Regions from separate parts of the Arabidopsis thaliana genome. Here region 2 is linked to region 1. A link is a contact called in public ChIA-PET data. All regions are on one chromosome and are shown on one strand. The core of a region is the stretch at or near the end of the contact, and the rest is flanking DNA. Distances in the headings are between cores, read along the strand shown.

What was found. ChIA-PET counts read pairs in DNA pulled down with a chosen protein or histone mark.
Region 2: a contact with region 1 is called in an H3K4me3 ChIA-PET map of shoot, with 10 read pairs. The contact joins the promoter of AT1G56020 here to the promoter of AT1G55917 in region 1. A contact is called at or near these places in 1 of 26 Hi-C or Micro-C datasets (root) and 1 of 2 datasets of contacts at active chromatin or transcription factors (shoot).

Annotation. Positions count from the first base shown.
Region 1 is chr1:20,910,589-20,913,689 of TAIR10.1, forward strand. AT1G55917 reads right to left here and starts at 1,689. Exons shown (of 7, transcript NM_001333746.1): 1 at 1,648-1,689; 2 at 1,574-1,582; 3 at 1,460-1,470; 4 at 1,401-1,425; 5 at 1,252-1,278; 6 at 1,148-1,194; 7 at 537-561. The coding sequence starts at 1,689. The coding sequence ends at 537. It overlaps SERAT2;1 (serine acetyltransferase 2;1), which reads left to right and starts at 1,528. Exons shown (of 1, transcript NM_104470.3): 1 at 1,528-2,977. The coding sequence starts at 1,790. The coding sequence ends at 2,734. AT1G55915 (zinc ion binding protein) reads left to right here. Exons shown (of 6, transcript NM_001333744.1): 6 at 27-323.
Region 2 is chr1:20,950,193-20,953,293 of TAIR10.1, forward strand. AT1G56020 (serine/arginine repetitive matrix-like protein) reads left to right here and starts at 1,664. Exons shown (of 1, transcript NM_104480.4): 1 at 1,664-3,101. The coding sequence starts at 2,024.

The DNA of each region.
Region 1 (3,101 bases), core at 439-2,938:
GATGTTTTTGCTTTTGCTTTTGTTAGCAGATGGTACCAAATCAAAAAGCTTAGGATCATATCGAGTGCCCCTTATCTGATAGAGGACTCAAGGAAGCAGATACTTAACCTCATTAAGCATCATGCTCAATCTTAGCTCCTTATTGTGCTACTAAAGTTCCAGTCTATTGGTATCCTCTTCCAATCTTATTATTTGTGTTGTTTTTTTGTGTGTCCTGACGTTTCACAGTGTCCATTCTTCATCATGTCATTCTCCATTCTTCAACACATCACAATTATATTTTAGCTAAATAGATAAAATTTATTCATATGATTTATTCTAAGAGATATTCGACATTTTTCAATATAAATTTTAGAAACCAAAAAATTGTGTAACTCGAAAGGGAAAGTTCATATATTCTTTGTGAACCAAATCGAATTCTCTAACTGAATAGTATTTTGTGTTTTCATGATTTTGAAGAGCCAAATCTACTTGACTACTGGTTGAAAATTGAAAGAAACCCTAATAAGGGACAATGATAACGAAAGATTGGGTCCTCAAACAATGGACACCACTATTCTACTGCCATTTAAAAAAAAAAGTTTAATATTTTTGAATTTTATTGTTGTTGTTTTCTCATTTCAAAACATCCAAAATTCCAACTAAGATAAGATAACTTATTTGCAGTAAGAAAAACGGATAATTTTATTTATTTGAATCCATCCATCAACATAAAGGTGTGCACAAAGGACAATATTAGGCAAATGACAATGTCACGTAATCTACGTTGCCCAATTGAATAATTTGATTATCATAAAAGTTACACAAGTTTCATTATTGAGTATTGAGTACTGAATAGAGATATCTTCAACCATAATGTAGCTTTCACAATTTCCATACGCGAAAAAAAGATATACACAAATGGAGTGTGTAGAGTAAACTAAACTCACTCTATTATGACTAACAGTCAATAACACGTACGTAGTTATCAAATTATTAATGAGTAAAAAAGTTCCAAGTTAAATTATGTATAAATTAATCATGTATTAGCATTAGATTATTAAAGTGTGAAAAAATGATTAGATTCAGACAACCTTGAAAATAAGGAGTTAAAGTCAAAGGGCGACTGCTTCACGTAACTTTAGACTTACGTCATTACTAACGTCACCTTTCTTTGAAAACCTCCTCCTTTTGAAAACCTCCTCCTTTTGGCAACTTTAATAATAGATCCAATTTTCTTGGTTTTTCCCCCCATTATTTGGAAATTATAACCATTTTACTACAAGTGCCTTCTAAATTCTACAACCCAACAAAAAAAAAAAAATTATATTACATATCATACAAAATAGCTAGATAATAAGTAGTTGATGTTATTGTTATGAAAAAGTTGGTGGCACTAAAAACATGTGATGGCTAATGACCCTTAGATATGTGTAGATAAGCAGACTAATCATGCAAAAATAAATACAAAATTGTAAACATCGTAATTGTCTGGACAATAAATCATAAAATTAAAAACATAAAACCATTTCCAAAATAAAATTGTGTATGGAAAAAAATATATATTAATCTCACTTACTATATAATTCATTACCTCCTTAATCTGCAGAAAAATGTGTATAATTAAAGAATAAAATATTTAGAGAGCGCTAATTAAACTGTAATTACTTTTTGAGATTTTTTTGGGTCAGAGTCAAAGGTCGCCGCCATCTCTCTCTGTGTATATAAGCTATGTTCATCTTCTTCACTCAACAACCATTCTCTCTTCTCTTCTTTATCTCAAACTCTTTCTTCTTCCAAATCATAAACCATGGCAACATGCATAGACACATGCCGAACCGGTAATACCCAAGACGATGATTCCCGGTTCTGTTGCATCAAGAATTTCTTTCGACCCGGTTTCTCTGTAAACCGGAAGATTCACCACACCCAAATCGAAGATGACGATGATGTCTGGATCAAGATGCTTGAAGAAGCCAAATCCGATGTTAAACAAGAACCCATTTTATCAAACTACTACTACGCTTCGATCACATCTCATCGATCTTTAGAGTCTGCTTTAGCTCACATCCTCTCCGTAAAGCTCAGCAATTTAAACCTACCAAGCAACACACTCTTCGAACTGTTCATAAGCGTTTTAGAAGAAAGCCCTGAGATCATCGAATCCACGAAGCAAGATCTTATAGCAGTCAAAGAAAGAGACCCAGCTTGTATAAGCTACGTTCATTGCTTCTTGGGCTTCAAAGGCTTCCTCGCTTGTCAAGCTCATCGAATAGCTCATACCCTCTGGAAACAGAACAGAAAAATCGTAGCTTTATTGATCCAAAACAGAGTATCAGAATCTTTCGCCGTCGATATTCATCCCGGAGCGAAGATCGGAAAAGGGATTCTTTTAGACCATGCGACGGGCGTGGTGATCGGAGAGACGGCGGTGGTTGGAGACAATGTTTCGATTCTACACGGAGTGACCTTGGGAGGAACAGGGAAACAGAGTGGTGATCGGCATCCGAAGATTGGTGATGGTGTGTTGATTGGAGCTGGGAGTTGTATATTGGGGAATATAACAATCGGTGAGGGAGCTAAGATTGGATCAGGGTCGGTGGTGGTTAAGGATGTGCCGGCGCGTACGACGGCGGTTGGAAATCCGGCGAGGTTGATTGGTGGGAAAGAGAATCCGAGAAAACATGATAAGATTCCTTGTCTGACTATGGACCAGACATCGTATTTAACCGAGTGGTCTGATTATGTGATTTAACACAAATGTGTATTTCTTTCTTTCTTGTAACTGATGATGATGAAACAAGTCTTGTCTATTTCTTAATATTTTACTATGTACTAATCAAACAAGTCTTGAAATCAAGCTCATCGATCTTTAAGAAGAAACTAGAGATTAGTTTATCTCGAGGCGAATCAAGAATGTGTACACTTTTATGGATTAATATATTTGTTAATAACATGGATTGTGAATTGGGCCTTAAAGTGGACTGTTAAATGGGCCATGTATAACCAACTCACGCCAACAATAGTTTTCTAATGGTTACTTTCGTCGCCGGAGTCGTGGAAGGTGGAGAAATGGGAAAATCTCACAGAAGAAGTAATTATGAGTCATCGTAAACTAGAAA
Region 2 (3,101 bases), core at 414-2,913, 40 kb after region 1:
GTTTTCGCCATTACCTCAGATCATCGTAATTAATGTTTACATGCTAGTAGTCGTTAAATGATTTGAAATATTTATTAGCGATTAGAACAACAATAATGAATGTTAACTAACTAAAATCATGTTTATTAGAGATTATTGAATAATGAAGAGGAAGAAGAAGCTGGTCCATATATATAGATGTAAGATTCAATGAAAGAGTAGTGAAAGTATTGGGTTCGATGTTGTCGTTTGTGACATTGGAGAAGTAGAAGTGATGGCCACAACAACAACTAACAAAAGCTTTGTTTGTAGTTGACTTGGTCAAACTACTTCGATTCTATTAACTTTTTGATAATATTGGATAGAGACAAAAGCTATTTGAGTTTCTATTTAATTTCAACTGTACTTTGATCGGAGTTATAGTTCCTCTCCGTTCGATTGGATAGAACCAAAGTTCTTGGATTATGTGCGGTATTGTGCATTCCATTATGATACAATATTGTATGTTTTAGCCCATGCATACGAATTATTGTTTTTGTTTTTTTGATAAGTTTATTTCGGCTGAGGGTTCTAACGGATCAAGGCTTATCACCGTAGGAAAAGACAGTGCATGCCAAAATTTTATTCGGATATGCCTTCGAACAATAAGAGAAAATACATCTTAATATCGTATTAGGTAAAGTATCATTCAACTATATATATTTTAAATGTATATTTTGTAATTGAAATGATTTATAAAATTTTATCATTATTATTATGTAGAGCATGGTTACATCGCAATCTAGGCCATGCATATGCTATTATTAATGTATGTCCAAGATTAAATTTTGAATCAAGACAAATATTCGACCGGTGGGTGAGATATAGATTTTATGTTAGATAGCAAGTCACTCCAAGAGTCCCTTCCGATATTTCCTTGACATAGATTTTACATATTCGATTGAAGAATAGTAATATCCAATACCCACAATATGACACAACCTTATGATAATTTATATATCATATATGACAACATAATTATATAGAATGTGATTTGGAATCTTTTATCGTTGTGGAAAGGAGCTAGCTAGGTTCCAAAAGACAGTATTAACTATTAACAATTTATCTGTATATCGTATCTCTTAATTATTTTTATCAAATTTGACTAAGAATTGCATTTTCAGGTTACACCAATGAAATGTGTAATGCATACTTATATAAAGTTTTATGAAGATTTGTTATAAATATGTATATATTGCTTATTCGTAGATTTTGTCTCGTATCGGCTTCATCTCAAATTAGAAAGCATAATATGGGCATGCAATACGTATGTTAATCTATATTGCTCACCATTTATCGGAAACTCAACAAGAGTTGCCTAGAATGGTATCATAATATAAAGATTGATCCGCTCTTGCCGCTAAGCTCTTTGATCTTAAGCTTTTGCAATTCTAGTTATTTTATTTTAAGACAGAACATATTTTCTGCTTTGAAATGCTAGAATTGTAACGTTATCGTTTCTTATAAAAAAAGATTTGTGTTCTCATATTGATTAGCTATGGATGTAAACCATATTTTTCTTAATCAAAGAGGGATTGTTTTTGGTGAAAGAAAACAATGCTTATATGCATGAATACACGAAACGTGTGCCTATGATCAGACTCAATTATTGGTTGGTAGGTGACCATAATGAGAAAAAATAATACTCGATTCACATAATAACAAAAAAAAAACTTATAAAAATAAATACTCACACGAACCAGATCTAAATTTCATAACATTCAGTCATTCACTCTATCAATAACACAAGCATTGACAACAAAAAAAGGGTCAAATAATACTGAGCCCATAAGATAGGTGAACCCGGCCCATTAAAAACAACCGACCCGAATGGTTCCGGTAAATGAAACAAGTGTGTACGGTGTACCTGAGAGTGAGCTGTGTATATAATGCTTGTCTCTGTCACTCCCACTTCTCTCCCTAACTCTTAACATAGTTCTTTGCCGGCAAATGCTCCAAAGATTCTTCTTTTTTCTCCTATCAACAAGTCCAACACACAAACTTAATGGCTTCCGCTTGCGTTAAAAGTGCCGGTGTTTCGCCGGAGAAGTTCTCGTCGTACGGATGGACGAGCCCTCGGATGTCTTTAACCAGAGACGACAACAGACGCTCTTCCTCCGTTGACAAGCAACAATCTGACCCATTACCGGAAATCCAAGATCCAGTTGTGGATTTCGAGTTTTGCCTTGAGGATCCGGTCACAATGCTCTCTGCCGATGAGCTCTTCTCCGACGGAAAGCTCGTACCTTTGAAGTTCTCTGGCCCTAAGACGACGACGACGACGACGTCAACGACAGTCAACACAACTACCACCGAACCAAGAGGATCACCAGAGGTTCTGAAATCATGCCGGAGACTTGAGATGGAGATCTCTGACCTCTTCTCTCCTAAAGCTCCTCGTTGTACGACTCGATGGAGAGAGCTTTTAGGTCTCAAGAGACTCGTCAACGCCAAGGAACAAGAAGAATCTATTAAAGCTTCTTCTTCTTCTTCATCCACAAACCCCAAAACGTCATCGTTTAAGCAATTTCTTCACCGGGGATCTAAATCTTCTACCGCCGCATCGTCGCCGTTGCAAAAAGAATCAGATATCTCCGAATCAATCTCAGTCGCATCTTCACGTCTCTCACTCTCTTCATCGTCTTCCTCTAGCCACGAGATCGATGATCTTCCAAGACTCTCGCTTGACCTCGATAAACCAAGTGCGAATCCCTTTGCTCCGTCGCGGACTCATTCACGAAACCTTAACCAACCAAGAATCAGATTAGCCAAACCAAGACGGAATCATCCACCGTCGACGCCTTCCGTTGACGGATCATCATCATCGTCGGCGTGTATCGAATCTCGGGGTCTCACCGTGACGGCGGATAGTCCGAGACTCAACGCCTCCGGTAAAATCGTGTTTCATGGACTTGAAAGAAGCTCGAGTAGTCCCGGAAGCTTCACCGGTGGACCTAGAATGAAGCAGCACCATGGAATGCCTAGATCGTACTCTGCTAATGTCAGAATCACGCCGGTGCTTAATGTTCCGGTTTGTTCTCTGAAATCAGGGCTTTTCTTTGGCCAGCTTTTCTCATCTTCGT